Linked DNA regions of Gossypium hirsutum: region 2 is linked to region 1. A link is a contact called in public Hi-C data. All regions are on one chromosome and are shown on one strand. Each heading gives the region's core, a stretch centred on a gene start, on an enhancer-like site or on the middle of the called end of the contact. The rest is flanking DNA. Distances are from core to core; before and after follow the strand shown.

Region 1 (5,616 bases), core at 2,072-4,571:
TAATTTTAAAATATCTGATGTGAATCAATTTTGTGGATTTTAAGTTTATGTGATTTAAAAGAGTTTATTTTTCAATGCATTTACAATATGGTTCCTTTAATTACATGGCTTTTTTTTGTTTGGTTGCCAAGAAAAATCAATGCACTTACAATATGGTTTCTTTGATTACATGGCTCTTTTCTGTTTGGTTGCCAAGAAAACATGGGAACAGGGAAAATCAATAGATTTGTAAGGAAAAGAACCTTGTTTGTAAGAATTCATTTGCCTATTGTTGTCTTCTTTGATAGTGAAATCAGCATTTGAGAGTTTGTTTGCATGCATCGAGATTAATAATCTGTTTCTCCATTTTTAATGTATAGAAAGAAGAGAAAGAAAAAAAATATTTTGAAATAATTACATAGAGGTCCCCATGCTTTAGTCAAAAATAAAAAAAATGTCATGTCTCGTTAATTAATTCTTTAATGTGCCATATCAACAATCTGCTAGTGGATTAACAAAATTTTTAACGATAGTAACTAGTTCGAACAATTATCTTAATTAGAGTACTAAATTGAGAAAAAAAAATTTAGAATGATCAAAATAGGACAAACCCTATTTTAGAGTGATCATGACTAGAGGTGATCATGGGTTGGGCTACGCGGCCTGACCCGACGGCCCGCCCGAAAAATGGGAGAGTTCGGGTAAAAATATAGGCCCGGAATATGGGTTTGGGCAAAAAAATGAGGCCCGTTTAAAAAATAGGCCGGGCTCGGGTAAAACTTTTTTGGCCCGGGCCGGGCCCGACCCGGCCACAATTATATATTAAATATATATTATTTTTAATCAAATATATTTTATATGGGCCGGACCGGCCATGCCGGGCTTAGCAATTTCTTCTTGGGCCGGGCTTGAACAAATTTTTAAGCCCATATTTTCGGGCTGGGCTGAGCCTGAGCCTAAAAATTTATCCGAGCTCGACCCGAACCCAGCCCGGCCCATGATCACCTCTAATCATGACTATAACTTACCCTTATTCTTATAAATATAATACTTATTTTATATTTATATTTGTATTTGTATTTATATTTATATAACACTACCATAGGAGATATTGTTTTGCTTACCAAAAGTTGTTGGGGTAAAAATACCGTGAAGGTTCTATATTAAGAGTCAGATTCTATTTTGCCCTTTCTATACAAAAGAGGGCAAATTAATTTAGATCAATGAGTAAGCTAATCCTTTTGTTAAAAATATTATTTATTTCTAACGTTAAAAACTGGTTCATATATGTCAGCATGAAGTAACATGGCATGTCACGTGTCACTGTCTGATTATTATACCAGTTAACCATTTTTCACTATATGAATGAATGGAATTTTTAACATAAAAGACCAATTTATCTAATATACAAAGTTTAAGTTACTTCTATGTTACTTTTATCATGGTTCGAAAAAAAATGAAGGTAGGGAGGGCTATTCAATTCCCTAAAGGAATGGGCCGCTTGGGTTTCTGAGATATTTAGCTTTATTCTTGCTTGCTCTTTTGGGAAAACAAATGTGGCCACTTTTGCATTACTCATACTTTATGCCTCAAAGTTCTCCAATGGTAATATCCTCTAGGGTAGAAATGTTGACAAATTGTCCCATGTGTGGAATACTGTATATACAGCTCTGAAACAAATTATACTGGATTTTAGTTTGAGAACTGATAATGTGCATCATTACTCATTAGTTTATGGAATGTTTTCTTAAGAGGTGCTAATATCTAAATTAAATTATCATTATTTAAATTAATTAAAATATTAAAACTTTTAATTATTTTTTGAACTGAGTTTTTTTTCAAAATTCATTAATCGAATCAAATTAATTTCGACTAATTCAGTCAATTAATCAAAATTTGTTGATGTTTTTTTTCTTTTTTGGTTCAAACAAATTTAAAACCTAACAAAAAAATACAATGATAATATTCTTTTTCTTTTCTTTTAGCTCAAATAAGTTAAAAAAGAAGAAGAGAATAACAATTAATAACAAAATGAACACACAAAGTTAAAAGAAAAATCATTACGTACAAAAACAAAACGGGGGTAGGTTCTAGAATTTTAGTTTTTTTTTTCGTTTGGTTTGGTTTCATTTTAATTTTATTTTGGTAATCTACATTTAAGATCATTAAATTATTAGTATGTTTATATATAGGCCACTCAACTTTAAAAAGTTACAAAATGATCACTAAATTATTCAACATTTTTCACTTAAGTCACCGAACTATTTAAAAGTTTTTATTTAAGTCACTAATCAGTTAAGTTTTTTTTTGAAAAAGAGTCTGGCTAGCAAATTCCAAGTGATAGTTTGATGATCAATACAGTGAATTAGTATCTATCGATTAGTAGAAGAACATATATTAGATCCAAGTCGATCTGACAGTCAGTGTTGAAGATTGAAGAAGAAAGTTGTTTGGATTTTGGTTTGCAAATTTGTGATGTTGAAAGTTGTTTCATGAAAAAAAAAGAATTATAAAAAAGAAGGGGAATGAGAGCTTTTGATTGGTGCAGGTAATGCAAACATAGAAGGCCATATAGTAATGATTTTGACAATCCAATGACTTAAATGAAAACTTTCAAATAGTTTAGTGATTATTTTATAAATTTTTGAAGTTGAATACCAAAATATAAACTTACTAATAGTTTAGTGACTTTGAGTGTAATTTACCTTTTTATTTTTCATAATATATTTTTCTTTAATCCATTATATCAATAGTTATATGTCCATCTTGTTTATATATATGGGCTTATATACGGCTTATATATTATGGGTTTAAGTTAATTACTTATTTTTGAATCGAAATAATAGATAACCAAACTTTCACAAAACTTTAGCCCGATCTTTGATTTAATTAATTTCAATGACAAACTGATTAATCAAACTAATTTAATTTAGTTGATTATTTTAGTTTTAACTGAATCATCCACATCCCTAATCACCATAGTCCATTCTATAGAAGAGGGACTTTGTTGTTAAATGCAAGGGCTTCTGAGCTTATCTAGGAAGACAAAGCTAAATACGATCAGAATTAGTGTTTTTAAAATTGGATCAGATCAATTGGTTAGATCAAGAATCGATAGGTACATCAATCTAGAACAAGATAAAAATTTGATTAACTTGTGATATGATATGGATTGATTGAATCAAATTTTATAAGTTTATAACATTTTTTTTAATTGGATGAGAGGAAACTTTGGGCCAAAGAGGAGCTAAATGGAATCATGAAGGTTGCTCTAGCCATTACTAGATTGGCCGATAGGGTGGTTTGGATTGGACTCATTTACCAAGTGGAGTCTAAATTGGCTCATAACTTGCTGGGATTGGTTTTGAGCCGCATAGAGTTATGGGATTGGACTCAATTGCGCGGTACGGTACTATATTTCATTGGCGCACTTGATGAAATTTGGGAAGTAAAAAAGGATGCATTTTTTTATCAAAGTTAACTACCATAAGATATTTTATATTAGAATTTTTCCTTTAAAGGATTTTTTTATATTAGGTGATTTAGTTAATTTAAGATTATTATTATTTATTTTATTTTGTATTATTTTTATAGAAGAGAAGTCAAGATAAATCTTATTGAGGTAATTTTCAGTAATTTTTTTTTATCGTTTAATAATATTTTCGACATTATCTTAGTTATGAGTAGCTAGTTTTATTTTATTTTCTAACCAAGGGTAAATAGAAACTTGGTTTTATTAGAACTGTGAGATTTAAAGTGTTGTTCATTTTTTTTTCAACAAATTTGATCATTTATGTTTTATGAAAATGGTAGAACCCTATCTTATTATTGTTTTTTGATATCATTTCAAGTAGGATCCTTATTTTAATTTATTTAGGATAATAAATAATGAATTAGTGTATTTAGATCCACAATTATCTCTTTATTTTAATAAATAGAACAAGTTAACATTTAATTAAGAGAACAGATAAATTATGTCGTGAAAATGAGTAATTTAATTTAAATGAATCATATATTTAAATTTATTAATTAGAGCCAGGACTTTATCCATAAGGTGGGTGGTGGATTAAATTTTAGGAGCAGTCACTTAGAGTTGTTAGACTGACCAGGGTTAATGGTCAAGCTATTTTTGAAATTAATTTACAAACTAAGAAAAGATTAGTGGTTTAAAACCGTCCTACCATCGCTCTAACCACCTTATTTTTGAGTAAGGAAACATTTACAATCTGTAATCAATTTTGATACCAAAGCTGACATCATACCTGAGGCTATAAATCTTAATTATTTCGGATTAATGTTAATTACATTTAATTTTCCCTTTTATTTATATTTATTTTATTATTTTTACAACATCTAAAACCTTTCTTTTATTGTAGATTTTTTTTCAAGTTGTGGGCACCACTTAACCCTAATCACAGTATATTTCAATTTTATTTATCCATTCTACGAATGAACTTATTCTATTTTTAAGCATAGGAATTTAAAATTGGTAAATTCGACACCCATCAGGTATTGAAAAGGTTAAATATGTTGTAGTCTTTTAAAATTTAAAATTTAGTTCCTATAGTTTAATTTTAAGACATTGAGTATTTGTATTTTTTTTTCAAAATCTTGATTCATTCATCCAATTTTATGGATATGAAGAAGCTAAATTAACTTTTTTAACCTTGTTAATAGTAAAAATCAACAAGGATAGTCTATGATAATATAATGGGCGAAAGGTTTCATGCATTCCTAACAAGGATAGTCTATGATAGGGGTTCGTTAGGCATGGGTCCAATCAAGGTAATTCGATGTTGGAGGTCCACCCGGTGTGAGGTTCGGACAACGGTGCACATGTAGCTGCCTGTGGAGGTGGTATAACAGGTCCTCAACAATTATAATTTTTGTCAACTTGATCCTTATTTTTTAAAAGTATATAAAAAAAGTGCTCTTTTTATAGTTTTTCATATTTTAATAAAAAATCCTAAAAAAAATATTTTTAATTTTAAAAAATAAATTTGAAAATTAAAAAATTATAAAAAATATAAAAAAGTTTCAAAATTAAAAGAAAATATTTACTTCTTGAATGATAATAAGTTCTCTTTAAAGTTTGAGTTATTCGTTCAATTAATATTAGATTGAATTTTAATATAATTGATTGAAATTAAATTAAATTAAAAAACTTGTTCAGATTATATTTTAATACAAATTGAATGAATAACTCAAAATTTGGAGAAACTATATTGCCATTCAAAAAGTACATAATAATTTTTAAAATTAATTTGGATTTTTTGAATGCTTTTTTTATTGAAAAAAATATGTTTTTAATTTGAAGAGTTTTATCTTCCATAATTTTTGGAAATTTATTTTAAATTTTATTTTATTAGGGTATTTCTATTAAAAAATATAAAAATAAATTTTTTATAAATTTCATTCTACTTTTAAAGAATAAAGGTTAAATTGACAAAAAAATAAATGTTGAGGGCTAAAAAGTTATTTTACCCTTTTATAATTAAAAAATTAGTTAAAAGTATCATGATTTTAGAATAAAAAGGTAGATCCAATATCTCAAAATTAAAATTTATTTATTTTTTTTAAAAAAACCTCTAACATATTTAAACCTATCAAAATTAAAAAAATAATGGGCTAGACCTC
Region 2 (5,208 bases), core at 1,801-4,300, 65 kb after region 1:
TTATAACATCAAAAAGTTTGAACTTTGATTTTTAATGGTCAGAAAGAAATCTTCTGACCCATTCCAATCGCGTAACAGAAGGTAAACTAAAGAAAACGATCATTTGAGTTGGATGATCTGGAATTTTTTTACAAACACACCCTTAATTTATTAATAGATCCGTACTCCCCTGTGTATGCATGTGTGATTTGAGTATGGTGTATGAATATTAACCCAAAAGAAAAAAGAAAATAAATATAATAAATAAAAACCTCCATCAGAATCAACTTCATTCTCAAGTGATACAATAACTAAGAAATCAATTGTTTGCCTACTTGCTTGCGCTACCTACAAAGCTCACTACCTTGTAAAATTTGCTTCACCACTGGGATGAGAAGCAACTAATTACTTTACATCAACATTTACTATTGCCTCTATTCATACCAATACCATCATAATAAGCCAACCATTGACCCTCACATTATCCCACGGAACCCTGCTGAATCCAAAAGTACTGCTTTGATTTGCTCAGGCAATACATCCTGGCCTTCCCTGCATTGTTGTCATTTGTCAAACACCAAATCAAAATTACTGAATTCTTTATCCAAATATTAATATCCACCAACAAACCAAACACCTTACAACTTTTCTATTTTTTAGATGATATGCAGACTTCCAGATTAGCTGGTACTGTAATGCTTGTTTAACAAAGTTACAATTGTGGTACTCGCATAGCTCCAATTTCCCAATTTTCATATTGTCTTTGTTCAGCATCACCAGATCCGAAACTAAACTTTAAGGAAAACACACCTCACAATAAATTCTGTTTATCACTTGCAGTAAATACCTAACAAATTCATCTCACAAGTAATTTAGTGATCTAAAGATCAACAATTATTAACCATTAGCATCATAGTTGACCTTCAGAGGTATGAGCAGAAAGAAAAAATTGCCTAGGATATATCCCACTAAACAAGGATTCTTACTTTAATCTATGTGCAAACTAGTGCAAGTAGTCAGTCTGCTATTCATATACAAAAGGACAATGGGAAGAGAGTCATCAATTTCAGGGTTTCTGACTCATGGTCTATACCATTATTTGAACTTGACTTTTACTGAACTGTTCTTTTCAACAGCAGTTCTATGTAGCAAAGATGCACAGAAAATAACTGAATTTCTTCAATAAAGGCTCATTTCATTTGTAGTTTTAAGTGTTAAACAGAAGAAATAGCTTTCTATATGGCCTTATTTTTTGCACTAGAGTTGGCTAGACTTTGAAAGAAATCGCATTCATCAAAAATTGTTAGACAGATTTTAGTTGAAATCTGTTGGATAGATGTGCAAATTAAAATTGATTTTAAATGGAAATCAACGAAGTAGATGAAGAGAAAAAAGAAGGGCACCTCAGCTCGGAAAACATCCAGTGCAAACCCATTAAAACAGCTGATTACAGCTTGTTGTATGTCCAATCCAAGGTTGTCTAGAGCTCTCATGGTGGAGAGCAAGAGACCTGCCCTGCGAGCACAAAACATGTGAATGTTGACAGCCCTTCCTTCCCTTAATCTTACCTCCACCTGAAAATTGCAAAAATAGAAATATATGAGTTCCCTTAACCTTACATCGACTGACACAACCTGTCGAAAGTTTTTGGCAAGTATATGTCAATCCTTATGTGTGTGTGTATCATGTCCTGACTCATGTCTGACATGAGTTCTACAACCAAATGCAAAGAAACAAAAGCCTAGATATAATCTTAAGAACAATTTTGATCAATGAATAACAAATATCACACTTCTTCAGTTATTGGTGGAGAGGAATTCTAGGCTTCATGGCAAGAAGATTAATACTTTTTCAGTTATTCTTAATAAAATCATAGAGGCAGTTTGACTAAGACTCCACAGTTGAAAGGGATGATACCAACAAGATGCTTGCTTGCAACTGGGGTTTGAGTGTAGTGATTACTTATCCAGAATACTTCTCTATTGTGATTACTATCAGTTTCGCAGATGCTTTTATTGTAGTTGGCTAGGCTCCTCTTTTGCGTGAATAAAGAATTATTTAACCATCAACAGAGCCAAAAACAAATATCACACTTCACAATCCACAAGAAGCGCTTAGTTATTATAAGCAGAAGACAAGAAAACAATAAAAAATATGATAAAAGAGAACAAAGAAAAAAAACAATAATATATATAAGCTCAATTGCGTATATACTTCAGTCCCCTCTATTATATTTGTCCAATGTAAAGTATTTCCAGTTTTCATGATAAGGTCCATCGACAATCTCATCTTGAAACCTACCAAGTTTAGTTCACTTTATCAACTTGTTAATCCAAAACCCAGAAACACAATGATAAATCAAAGAAATTCTTGAAATTGAGAACAAAACCCTAAAATTTTAGCATAAGAAAAAGAATACACCCACCACCGTTCCTTCAGTTTCACAAAAAACCCAGTTGTAAATCATCATTAAAAAGAAAAGAAAGGGAATTGGAATAGTCTCGAAATAAAATCAAGATTCTGAATTAAAGAAAAGAAAAGGCGGTTGTTCTAAAGCTTCTGAAATGGAGAAAAGAGAAGATGCCTTACCTGATAACCAAGACTCGGAATAAGAAAAGAAATTGAGCTATGTTTGTTTGCCTGCGAAGAGAAGATACTCGAGGGAGGGAGAGAAAGCAAGAGAGACTTTTCAGTTTCACAGCTAAGGAAGGAAACGCCCATGTTACAAATACAAAGAAAATAAACTGGGAGCAAATCGGCAGAAAAGAAAAGCAAAAAAACAAGGAAATAAATCGGATGAAGCTAGAAGGAACAGAAGAGAAACAAAGGGGATCGGGGAAGGGTAAAACAGGGACGATTTGCTAAAGCGGTAGCTAATCTGGGCAAAAGAGGGGAATAGAAATCGGTGGTTTTCACTGATTAGGAAAGTAATGGATTACACGCGTATTAGCAATACATTGAACCAAACGACGGAATAGAAAAGGATTAGGTGGGACCCACCGATTAGGGTAGTCAATACACCCAACCAAACATAATGTAAGGTTTTTGGTTTAAAAAGAGTAGCGGCCGTGTCACACGAGGGTGTGAGTTTTTTTTAGCCCGTGCGTGATTTAAATTTCAAACCCAGTCTTCATATGACCTCGGACAAGATCATGTGTCCATATTGGGTCATATTAAGTTATGGGTCATATTGGGTCAAGGAATAAGACAGATTATGGTCATATTGGATCAAGGAAGAGGCAACTGTTGAATCGGTTGGCTACTATTTAGGCAGCTTAGGAAAAATCAAATTCGGATTGGCTTGTCGATATTGAAATACAAATTAGAGAAGAATTGGAGTAAGTCTTACATCACGAAGAATTGTTACAGAAGTAGAAATCTAGATGCGATTGGATCAACTTTGGAGACTGAAATACAAAATTTTTCATAATCGCACGCTTAGAAGAAGGAAGATGAATCATATCTCAACTTTATGAATTAGAGGAGATGAGTGGTGTTTTGAATTAGAAACTCTAAAATCTAAAGCCGTCTCTTTTTACAATAATCTCTATGGTGCAGATTTAGACCCTTTGGAAGCTTTACCTCTAAGCTCTTTTCCTAGGTTGGATTCGAGTGATATTGAATTTTTGGGAAAGAATGTCACTAATGACGAAATTAAGAGAGCACATTTTGAAATGGCACCTCTTATATCCCCAGGTTGTGATGGTTTTCATGCCCTGTTTTTCCATAATCAATAGGACGTAGTGGGAAGTGTTGTTTGTGATTAGGTTAAAAACGTCTTTGATGGAGGCATCAACCTTATTTTGAATAACCCTTTTATTACTCTCATTCCCAAAGTCGCTAATCCGAAAAGTTTCCAACAATTCAGCCTATCAGCTTGTGTTTTGTTCTGTATGAACTGGTTATGAAAGTAATAGCTAATTGGTTTCGGCTTGTTTTTTGTAAAATTATCCCACAAGAAGAAACAGGATTTATAGTAGGAAGGAATATAATTGACAACATTCTCATTGCACAAGAAGTCATTCATTCGATGAAGGGTAAAAAAAACAAGACTCCTTGGATGATGATTAAAATAGATCTCGAAAAAGCTTATGATCGAGTTAGATGGGAATTGATTAATGCTTCTATTCTGGTTGCTAGCATTCCAGATTATTTGGGAAGGGTCATTATGTCCAAAATTTCAAGTTTTACCTTACAAGTTCTTTGGAATGGAGTGCCTACAAGGTGTTTTAAACCTACAAGGGGGATTTGACAAGGGTGTCCTCTATCTCAATATCTGTTCGTTTTGTGTATGGAGTGGCTCGAACATGATATTCACTCCGCGATCTCTAATGGTCAGTGGAATCCAATCAGATTATTTAGGTCAGGTCCTAAATTGTCTCATCTATTTTTTGCTGACGATTTAGTTATTTTTAGTAAAACAGATTAGATGCATGCCAACTATATTAAAGAAGTTTTGGATTGCTTCTGTTCTTACTGGAGTCATAAAGTTAATGCACACAAGACAAGCATTTGTTTCTCTCATTCTGTTGGTGAGATTTATGCTGATCGTATTAACTGCTGAATGGGTTTCAAAAGGGTTAATGATCTTGGTTCTTATCTTAGGGTTCCTCTTTTCCATGAAAGGGTAACTAAAAGTACTCTTAACTTTGTGGTGGATAAGGTATGTAGTAAGCTTTTTAGCTGGGATGCAAGAAAGCTGTCTCTTGCAGGACGAGTCACTTTAGCTCAATCGGTGTTACTCACAATACCTAATTATTTTATGCAATCGATGAGAATTCAAAAATGGGTCTGTGATGAAATTGAGAGATTAACCAGACAATTCATTTGGGGGTCTTCTAATGGGCAGAGGAAGTTGGCTTTGGTTAGTTGGGATTCAGCTTGGCAACCTCGTTCTTGTGGGGGCCTTGGGTTAAGAAGACTTCAAGATCAAAATACTTTGTCTCTTATGAAATTGGGGTTTAATTTAGTCTCAAACATATACTCTTTGGGTGAAAGTTCTTCGGTCTAAATATGGCGCGCGAGATACTCTTCCGGATAGCATATTGCATGGAAACAGCTCTTTTCTTTGGAAGGGATTATCTAAGGTGTGCCCGTTTCTTAGAGATAATCTGGTTTGTTCAGTGGGGGATGGAACCAGATTATTATCTTGAAGATATGGTCACTCCTGATGGTGCTTAGAATATCGATTTCTTTCGCATTTATGTTCCTAAAAATATCATTCGACAT

What was found. A called contact is a pair of places that touch in the nucleus more often than the background predicts.
Region 2: a contact with region 1 is called in a Hi-C map of leaf, with 5 times the contacts expected there. The contact joins the promoter of LOC107955010 here to the enhancer-like site in region 1. A contact is called at or near these places in 11 of 34 Hi-C or Micro-C datasets (anther, callus, cotyledon and 2 more).

What each region holds. Positions count from the first base shown.
Region 1 is chrD07:53,476,675-53,482,290 of Gossypium_hirsutum_v2.1, forward strand. No RefSeq gene overlaps it. Among protein-coding and RNA genes, the nearest start is that of LOC107955006, 11 kb to the left of the region's middle. Within about 2 kb of position 3,322, at least 2 of the 9 cell types and tissues checked have an H3K27ac peak or open chromatin away from gene starts, as enhancers often do. A contact at or near this core is called in leaf, where this site is marked.
Region 2 is chrD07:53,541,504-53,546,711 of Gossypium_hirsutum_v2.1, forward strand. LOC107955010 (transcription factor SCREAM2) reads right to left here and starts at 3,051. Exons shown (of 3, transcript XM_016890713.2): 1 at 2,569-3,051; 2 at 1,383-1,553; 3 at 238-531. The coding sequence starts at 2,700. The coding sequence ends at 508.